Linked DNA regions of Danio rerio: region 1 is linked to region 2. Evidence: chromatin contacts called from public HiCAR-type data. All regions are on one chromosome and are shown on one strand. Each heading gives the region's core, a stretch centred on a gene start, on an enhancer-like site or on the middle of the called end of the contact. The rest is flanking DNA. Distances are from core to core; before and after follow the strand shown. Region 1 holds the start of pigq (phosphatidylinositol glycan anchor biosynthesis, class Q). Region 2 overlaps tmc5 (transmembrane channel like 5).

Region 1 (5,231 bases), core at 1,300-3,799, 53 kb after region 2:
TTAAAATGAACGGCCCTGTAACCCGACTGAACACACGTGGACAGCTTGCTTGTAATGAACTTCACAGGAGGTATATTTAAAATCCTGTCAAACAAGAAAGGATGTGATTAACACATTTTCAATACTGAAAACAGACAGAAGATGGTCCACTTGAACTCACCTAAAGCTGCAAAACCAAAGCCAAAGAGAAAGCAACCACGTGAGGCAGATGCACACCGGCACAGATGCTTGTTTAAGAAGCTCTGCAATAATACTAGCCTCCCTCCCTTCAGACTGCCAGTGGGTGAGTTTCAGCGGCCCGTCGTCGTATTTATCCAGGAAAAACAGAGGCTGACTTTGAGCAACTGTTTGGAAGACCAAGCGCAGCTCTGACGGCTCGATTTCAGACTTTTGGTCAGCCTCTTGCACCGGATGAAGCTGCGACAGCATCACCTTCCTTTGGTCATAATGAACGAGGATGATCTTATCTTCTTCACTGCCATCTACATCACTCTTCTGCTCTTTGTCCTGTAGAAGCATCCCATTGTTTTGAACCACCCGACATGTAAAGCCTCTTTTGCCAATCTCACGGCTCAACTGCAGCCAACATTTCTGAGGAAAGATGGTGCTCAGGTCTTTGAGGAAGCTGTCCAATCCTTCTTGACCTTCTTTTGGCATACTCCAGGAACCCAGCACGGCAAGATCCACTTGAGTCTGGCTCTGGATCTCACTCAAGTACTTTTTTACCTGTCCGGGTATGAATGGATAGTGAACGACAGCTAGTACCACAGCAGAATTGTGTCCTGGGATCCAGCGCCCGACCAGCAGGCCACTGTCAGCAGTGTTGCAGCATTGAGGGAAGAAGATCTTCAGCACCATGTCTGTGTGCTATAAAGTCCACCAACAGCGAAATATACAGTCCTGTGTGGGCACAAAAGCATTATTTTAACGCTAGAAACAAGAACACAAAAAGCACCATATGTGTTAGACATTATAGCACGTATAATACAGCATTCTGAGTAGTTAAAAACAAGCAAACAAACAAACGTGTTGTATGTTAGCAGCACACACATCTAACGAGGACAGCTATATAGCTGTGCCCTTCAAATCGGTCATTTCTATGGCAACCACACGCTTCGGGCAAAACTCTCATCGATTTTATTCACGGCACTACCATTGACAAATGCAAGGACGTGCTATTATATGCTGTAATTGCTAGTTAAGTGTTTATAAAGTTACCTTGTTGATTTTGAAGGTCGAGAAATTCTGAGAAGTTGTTCTGTAGGAGGCGACGATTAAATTAACGTTACTAAGTGCGTTAATCAACGCTGGCATTATCTCAAAAAATAACGCGAAATCATAGGGCAATTGTAATAGATATGCTATTGAATAATCCAGCACGTGCTTTTGTTAAACTAACTGGAAACCAGTTTTTCAATGGATTAGACGGACCGTAACGTTCATATTGTTTACAGTCCGTCGTTAAAATTCCGCCGGGTGAACTTAATGGATATTTTTTTGTTCCGACTCAAATAGTTCAAGTAAGTTTTGAATGGCAATTTTTCCGCCAAAAACAATTTTCCCAATGAATGATTCCATTCATTTATCATTATATTTAAAAAAAAGATCAGATGAGCAATAGTAGCAGATAAAGAAATAACCAAATATGCTACTATACATATGGACGACAAAAACAATAAATAAATAAATAAATATACAAAATAAATAAACAAATAAATAAAAGAATTAATTAATAAATCCACAAATTTCCGCATAAATAAAACAATAAATAAATATGCAAATAAATATATATTAAAAACCCACAAATTCCTGCATAAAGAAATATAGTGCGGGCAGATTAATAACTAAATAAGTTACATGGATGTTGGGAAAATAAGAAAATGCTAAACTGAAAGTAGATTTCCCCTCTTTTACACCACACTATTAATTATTTATATATTTATTTTTGCAGAAAATTGTAGATTTATATATACATTTATTTGAGTATTTAATAATTGTTTTATTTTTGCAGGAATTTGTAGATTTATATTCACATTTATTTATTTATTTATTTGAGCATTTTTTTTTGTTAAAAAAAAACAAAAGATGCATGTTTTGTTAAATTACGCAGGAATTTGTGTATTTATTCATTTATTTATTGATTGATTTCCATATTTATATATTTATTGTTTTATTTATGCATGAATTTGTGTATATATTTGATGTTTGTGTATATATATGATGAATTAAACGTGTACTAATTTGCAAAAGGAAGATTAAAAATTTTTCCCAAAACATTATTCAATAAAATGTTGCAGATATTGGATAATGAAATCTACAGAAACAAATATGCAATGAAAAGTACACTTTAAAGCAGGATATATTTAGTATGTTTTCTTAACAAAAAACGTGAAATATTCTTTAAGGCAAAAAGCACTGTTTTTTCATGCTTTTTCAGAGATTATTTTCAAATAATAATATTTTTGATCATTAAAGCACTTAGCAGAGTTAGGACTGCATGACATGAGCCATAAAACCTAAGCGTAGAAGAGTGTACTTACATGAACCTCTGATCTGTGAATGTGTCTAAATGAGACTTTTCCTAAATGAAACGTTAGCTATCTTAACATTCAAGACAAAGGGGCCCCACAAAACCAGCTTTTCTTTCTTGATAACAGCTTCTCTCACATGATAACACTTACATTTAGGAGGGAACTGATGGAAGAAAAAAAAAGAAGAACAAAGGCTGTAGAGAAGGCTGTGGCTTTATTATTTTACAAATGTTAATTTGCCTATTTAAAATAATAAATTTAATCATAATGTTTATTTTTGGGACACAAAATAAAACAACAAAAATAACTTTATAGGCAGGTGTAACCGTGATTTGTAGGTTAACCATATTTGCCAAATGAAATAAACGTCTTCTTATTCTTGCAAGAATAAAATATTAATAAACAATAAATAAATAAAAATAAAACATCTCCCTCCGGTATTCTTGGACATACTTGGATCAACCTGAATTAAGGATGTAAAAAAAATTGTGTGGCTACCAGAAGATGGCGCTATAGTCACATTAATATAACCCTGAGTTTTAAAGTGATAAAATATAGCAAATATTGACGATTCGGAGGTTGGACAGACTGGTCTTAAATTATAATATCAGGAAGGGATAATAATAAATAAAAAAAATCACAGACTTACAAAAGCTTTGAACTCATAGCCATTAAGGTGTCTCTTTGTGTCCTAATGCCTAAACTTCAAAGTTTTTACACAATCCAAATTAAGTTAAATTAACTGCGACAAGTTAGACGTCGAATCAAGCCCGATACAAATTAATATTTAACCGTTCAAATAGCTTTTCTAACGGAGAGTCAAACCATAAATGTAAATTCAGCATTATATTTTCTTACTTTTGAGGGACACATAAGAAGATATTTTGAAGAATAGTGGTATCAAACATGGGTTTGGTTCCCAATGACGTTGTATGACTATGATAATAACAACAACAACAACAATAATAATAATAATAATAATAATAATAATAATAATAATAATAATAAATAATGATAATAATGACACAGTGGATCAGTGGTTAGCACTGTCGTTTCACAGCAACAAGGTCACTGGTTTGAGTTTTGGCTGGGCGTGGGTTTCCTCCGGGTGCTCCGGTTTCCCCCACAGTCCAAACACATGCGCTATACGTAAATTGATTAACTAATTTGGCTGTTGTGTATGTGTATGTGTATGAATGAGTGTGTATGGGTGTTTCCCAGTACTGGGTTGCGGCTCTAAGGGCATTCGCTGTGTAAAACATATGCTGAATAAGTTGGCTGTTCATTCCGCTGTGGTGAAAATGAATGAATAAATAAAGTAAGTATTATCATTCATTCATTTTCTTGTCGGCTTAGTCCCTTTATTAATCCTGGATTGCCACAGTGGAATGAACCGCCAACTTATCCAGCACGTTTTTACACAGCGGATGCCCTTCCATAAAAGCCTTCCAAAATAGATTTACTAATCGACAGTCAAACCATTAATGTATTTTCAGCATTTTATTTCTTTATATTTAAAGAACACAAAACAATATATTTTGAAGAATACTTGTATCAAACATGGGTTTGGTTTCCAATGACATTGTATGACCATAATAATAATAATAATAATAATAATAATAATAATAATAATAATAATAATAATTTTAATAATAATAATAATAATAATAATAATAATAATAATAATAAATGAAAAAGTCATACAGTATGCAGACACCAGATACGCTACTATAAGCTTAAACAAAGCCTATTCAATCAAAATGTCTGGCTCAACATTATGCAACAGTCACCTCTGCCCTGTTTACAATGAACAGTGCTTACAGAAAAGGTGGCGTTTTCATGTAAAGATACTGCTGGGCGAGTCACGTGATAAGGAAAGCCAACGAGAAAGCTAGGGATTTTTTTGTGCGTGTGTCTGATGAATGATCCACACCTTTTATAATAATTCAACGACTTTGCACGGAACACGTTTGTTTTTGTTGTTATTATTTGGTCGAGAGACGGTTTCGTTTAATCTAGGTCACAAAAAAACTCTTACTACATAACGTATATTTATGTTTAATGGGATTTGGCTGCAGCTCTGCACAGTATTGCTCCAGCCCTAATCAAGCACAGCTGATCCAACTAATCACGGTGTTCAAGACCACTAGAGACTATTATTAGGGTTGGAGCAAAACTATGCAGAGCTGTGGCCCTCTAGGAATTGAGTTTGAGACTTATGATCAATAGAAGGAATGAGGAAATAATTGTGTACTAAATACTGCACAAACTTAAGGGAAGTGTTTAATGAGGCCATGATAAGAATTGTTTCATATAAATAAACAAGGGTAGATGGATTTCTAAACACTGGCTGCTATTCAAGGAAACCACTCGAGTCTTTTTCTATTTGTGGCTTGTGGGGTTTAGTTCACGTGACCTCGAACTGAAAGTGACCGGTCAGAATTACTTTAATGATAAGTGACAGGATGATAAATGTGAGACTAAATGTATAGTTAAGTATATCTTTGCAGGCTTGCAGCAAATAATATAATACATTTAAATAGGCTACTCCCCATTTTTCAGAAAAACGCATGAAAACGTAAGGTAATTTAGAGAAAAAAACATTAGAGAATTACAACGCCATCTCCAGGTAGCTTTGTATTAAAGCAGTTCACTAGCTTTCGCTTTCGTTTTCCTGTAAAGCAGTGGGATACGCAGAAA
Region 2 (5,256 bases), core at 880-3,379:
GAACATTTGATTTGTTTTTCCACCAATACACATCTATTCTGATGAGATATCTTTGTAAATACGAAAAAAACAAATTACTATTTTCATTTATTATTAACTTGCTGGATACAAAGAACCCCAAAGCATTGCATTTACTGATAACATTATCCATTTTATTGTGAAAAAAGTTGTTGCTTTTCATACACTAAGAACTGTACAATCAATAATTTAAAAAAAGTTCTTATGTTCCCCCCGTTGTCGTTGTTTAAAGAATGTCCAATAATTAGGCAAGTTATTCAGCAGCTTTTAGCTTCAACCAACAGAAAATAGTGTTTACAATTGTGTTCCTACTGCTCCACCAAATCACATTTCCCTTTATCCCATTCACACCTTTCAAAACCGCCCATTTGGCAACACCAAGAGGGTCCCATCATACTGTCAACCATCACACGCAAAAACCATGAGCGTGTTTTTAAAACAGAGGCTTCGATTACAAAGAAGAAAACACTTTACAATACCAAAAAAGAGAGGTTGAAATGGAACGTTCTAACTAAGTCACAGAGTTTCTTTGCACTGTATGACGTGCAACGATATTACAGAGAACAACTTGTGCTCTCAGGTGAGAGGCTCAAAACTAATACCTACTCAAGATTCTGAAGATGCTCAAGAAAAGGAACAAAACACTTCTTTGTAGTATTTCTATAACCACAGCCTTTCAGGATTATTAAAACAGGGGAACCAAAACACCTTCTGTGGACCCTTTAGTATTTAAGTCACCCAACAGATGGACACTATTATGCACAACTGCTCTAAATGCACCACCGAACATGTGCCAGGTTCATTCTATCAGCTATAGCGACTGCAAAAGCCCTGGAGCGAATAGCTTATAGGTCAAACACCAAGAGCTTAAGGCCCTCTAAGGGAAGTTTAAAGGCCCCCTGCTGGCAGCCGTCGCTCAGCCGGGTTTAAACAGGCTTCATTGGGCAGCTCTTGTAGCTGGAGGCCGGGGCTCGTCCCTGAGATGAAGGGGGTGGGAGAAGCAAAGAGAAAAAGAGGGGGATTTGATCAACTGAAAAGCATCCATAATTCAACAAGCACAGCTCATCAGATCCGAAAGAAACAAGCAGACGCTTCTGACACGTTCGAGATCTAAAAGGAGCGCTATGACGTTTCTATTGTGCTTGATATTTAGGAGCAAGCTTGAGCGGGTTTATTATCCTTCATTCTGACATACATCTATAGAGAAGTCATGCTGCGTGTGCAGATTGAAAGGGCTTCGAGCTAAGACCTGACTTTTGAACTCATGCTACAACACTGAAAACTGGTAGAACACATGTGTGATTAAATCACGGAGCATTTTAGCCAGAGACTGCTGAAAATTGTGCTGAAAATATATCAGGAGAGAACTGAAATGCAGGAGATATGAAGGAGAAAATCAGGCTGCAAGGCTTGAAGTCTGAACGTGAGTGGTGAGGTAATTACAGTGTAGGGTTATAAGATTGGAAATATAACAAATAACCCCAAAACAGACATGCGGGAAATGCAAGTCAGAGAAGGAAAGGAGCTGAGAGTAAAAAATAAACTAAAAACAGACTAAAAACCCTTTGCCAATACTGTCCCCTGAGGAGAAATTTCCTGCGATCCTTGGTTTCTGACCCAATGAGGAACAATTCATCAAAGTTTGCTGGATCTTCATAATGGAAAGAAGGCGAATAAAAGGTGCCATGGAAATGTTTGTGCCTAGTGCTCCCGCAGTCCACATTCTCTCTGGTGATTAAGTCACTGTGCAAATGACCATCAAATTCAGACACGACCAATTCGCAGTGCAAATCACATTTTTTAATACATCAGTTCAAATGTAAGCACTACAAATGGCCTCAGCCCTCTCACTGTAGGTATGCATGCAAGACCATGTGACCGTTCGAGGTACTTCAGCTTTTCTACAGGGAAAACAGAACCCCTGTAAAGAACAAAAAAAAAACACCATATGCAGAGCACTGAGGATTAGGAGTATGAGCAAATAACACAACCAAAGCGGAAAAAGCCCATAAAGCAACTTCAAAATCGCAGCCTCTCAGCAGCCACTGCAGGGTTTGATCTGCATGGATTCTCCAGCAGAGGGCGCTAGCGTGGCAGGAAACATGCTGTAGGTGGTCACCGCATGAGTGATAAATGGTGTACTGCAGCAAGGTGAGGGAGTAATGTGGCTCTTAGTAGCAGCAGGAAGTGCTCTTTCACTTGCTGCTTTCCCCGTGTTGAGAGGTGCCACACCCGTGTTGCGTCATCGACCCAGCCCTGTGTCGCTTTCCTTGTGTGTTTGTCCGCGTGCACCTGAGTGTTATATAAGTGAAGGGAGGGGGGGCGGCCCGTCCCTGTGCCTGGAGGCTAGGAGATCTTACAGTTGTTCCTGGTGCAGTTCTGTGGTGGACTTTGTGGCGGCCGGATGGATTTGGAGCGTTTAAGACTGTTACCTTTGCTGCCTCCGGCGGCATTGGCCAGCGAATACGAGCGGCCGTGCATCATGACAGCATTCATGCCGTTCGCCATGGAGAATGACTTCAAATGGCTCTTGATGGCCACAGGAAGTGGCAGCTTATCGATTAGGTGCACAGGGGTGCAGGAAACAATGGCACGGCAGCACAAGTCCTGCAGACTGAATACTGGAAAGACACAAAAGACAAAACACACACACACACATTTCAGTTAAAAGACAAAAACGATTGAAACAACCTGGAGGCTGAAGCATTACCATAAACCATAAAAACAACAAAAAAATAAGCAAATGGTACTCTGGGGATTCAACAGTAGCTGCCTCGGTGCATCTGCACGCTCGGATCATTTTTTATTCTCTTTACAAAAGTAATGAGAATGTTTTAAATTATTCAACATTCCCTCAGCAGATGTTAACACGCTGCCTGCCTGCATCTCTTTTCTGACAGAGGCAAATGCAAATGATGAGATTCACATGGGAAGCTTGACATGGGAATGTTAGTTATCGGTATTAGAAAGTGATATACAAGGGGGAAAACCTCGTTTGGTACGTTTAGCTAAAAAAACTATGTGAACAGCTTGGTGCTGTTAGCAAGGCTTTTTTACAGTCTGTGTTTGAGACTGACAACCATATTTACAAACAGGTGCAACTGTTTCAATTAATAATGAACTCTCTACTTCTTACTATGGTTTACAGGAAGTTCTCATCTCTCAATATTCAGGAACAAAGCCTGTAACCAGTCAAAGCAAATAAAATATGTTTCATAATATAATATATTATAATATAATATAATATAATATAATATAATATAATATAATATAATATAATATAATATAATATAATAATATATTTAATCTGGTTTTAATAATTTTTAATTCTTTTTTTTCTTGTGCTATATCCAAATATCTAAATGTGCTATATAAATAAACTTGCCTATAATATAATATAATATAATATAATATAATATAATATAATATAATATAATAAACAGTGCTGAACAAAAATTTGTCTTGATTAAACTTATCCAAATTAATAGTTTGTGTTGACATAATAAACGTGTGCGTATTGTGTATATTTATTTTCCATACATAATTACACACATGCATGCATATATTTGAGAAAACGTGTATTTATATTTAGCTATAATATATTTGTATATGATACAAAATATCTATAATTTTAAATATATATGTTTTGTATATGTATGTGAGTGTGTGTATGTATATATATATATATATATATATATATATATATATATATATATATATATATATATATATATATATATATATATATATATATACACACACACATATACATATTTATATATTTCTTATGATAAAACAAACTTTTATTTCAGATGTGATTAATCGCAATAAATTTTTACCAGTTTACCAGTTTTAACAATTAATTTTTATCAGTAATAATATAATATAATATAATATAATATAATATAATATAATATAATATAATATAATATAATATAATATAATATAATATAATAATTAATATAATATAATATATAACAAAACAATGTCGGTGATTGTTATTCATTTCATTAAGCAAAGTAAAAAAAAAAAGCAGTACTTGTTAGCTATTATTACGACAAACATTTAAAATAACTGTTTTCTGTTTATAATTTTTATGGGTTTATTAATGTTCAAAATAATAATTTGAAATAAAACTCCCATGTTAAATTATAAATACTGACAGAACAGATATCTTGACTGCCAAAATTTGATTCATATATAAATATAATGTTGAAAGGTAAAGATAATATGATATAAAGATAATGTTAATATAAAGTAGGATAACATATTCTGCTTCTTCATGAAAACAGCTAAGGAGAGCAAAGTAGAGCAGAAATCGCTGCCATTTTGAAAAGCTTGTTGAAAGTACTTCCCATCCTCAGAACGGCAGGATGCTGCATCTGCTAAACAGCTCATCTGAGGCACTGCGAGGTCTCATGGGAAAATCCCACATAATAGTGGAAACAGACAGAGAAAGAAGTGCCTCGCTGAAAGCCTTCTGCCTCTAATTATGCTGCTCCGGACTACATAACAGTGTGGTTTTCTATGCTAATGGAAAGCTACGCTGATCATGCCAGCATTTCTCCATCACCCAGAAGGTTGAAACCAAACATTTCCACTGTATTTATGGGACTGTGTTTTAAATGGATAGATCACCCAAAAACAAAAATTGCCATCATTTACTCACACTTGACTTGTTCCAAAGCTGTTTTTTAACAGAAGATGTACATAAGAATGTTGGAAACACGTAACCATTGACTTCAATAGAAAAACAATTACAGTGCTCAACATATACGAGTACACCACTCACAAATCTCATTTAAATTCATATTTTCTATATGAAGCTTTACAATATTATATTTCTGCGGATACATTAGTTCAGTCAGTACTGAAGCCACATCTGGAGCTAATCTAACAAAATAACCAACAATAATTGTTTAAAAATTTGTACACCCAATCTTATATGTTAGGGGTAATTATTAAATTACATTTTCAAAAATCTTTCCTTTTCTAAATATGTTTGGTGACTATTTTAATATTATTTTAATAAATATATTGATTTAATAAATCCATTCTGTTTAAATGCAATAATATAAATAACCCCAATTTACTGAGAAATGTATAAAAATATTCATTTTCAAAATGGGGCGAACTCGTATTTGCAGAGCACTGTACTATGGAAGTCAATGGTTACAGGCTTCCATCATTCTTCAATACATCACATTTTAATACTGTTAATCAGAACGGAACTAAAAA

Evidence for each region. HiCAR-type assays count read pairs that join an accessible place to other places.
Region 1: a contact with region 2 is called in a HiCAR-type map of caudal fin, with 4 times the contacts expected there. The contact joins the promoter of pigq here to the enhancer-like site in region 2. A contact is called at or near these places in 8 of 18 Hi-C or Micro-C datasets (caudal fin, embryo, fibroblasts and 4 more) and 2 of 4 datasets of contacts at active chromatin or transcription factors (caudal fin and embryo).

What each region holds. Positions count from the first base shown.
Region 1 is chr3:25,544,527-25,549,757 of GRCz12tu, forward strand. pigq (phosphatidylinositol glycan anchor biosynthesis, class Q) reads right to left here and starts at 2,550. Exons shown (of 11, transcript NM_199429.1): 1 at 2,541-2,550; 2 at 161-900; 3 at 1-84. The coding sequence starts at 858. It also overlaps a transcript of socs1a not described here.
Region 2 is chr3:25,491,607-25,496,862 of GRCz12tu, forward strand. tmc5 (transmembrane channel like 5) reads left to right here. Exons shown (of 18, transcript XM_005163920.5): 18 at 1-1,963. It overlaps rab40c (RAB40c, member RAS oncogene family), which reads right to left. Exons shown (of 6, transcript NM_001040348.1): 6 at 131-2,639. The coding sequence ends at 2,365. Among named protein-coding and RNA genes, the nearest start is that of tmc5, 20 kb to the left of the region's middle. Within about 2 kb of position 2,130, at least 9 of the 62 cell types and tissues checked have an H3K27ac peak or open chromatin away from gene starts, as enhancers often do. A contact at or near this core is called in caudal fin, where this site is marked.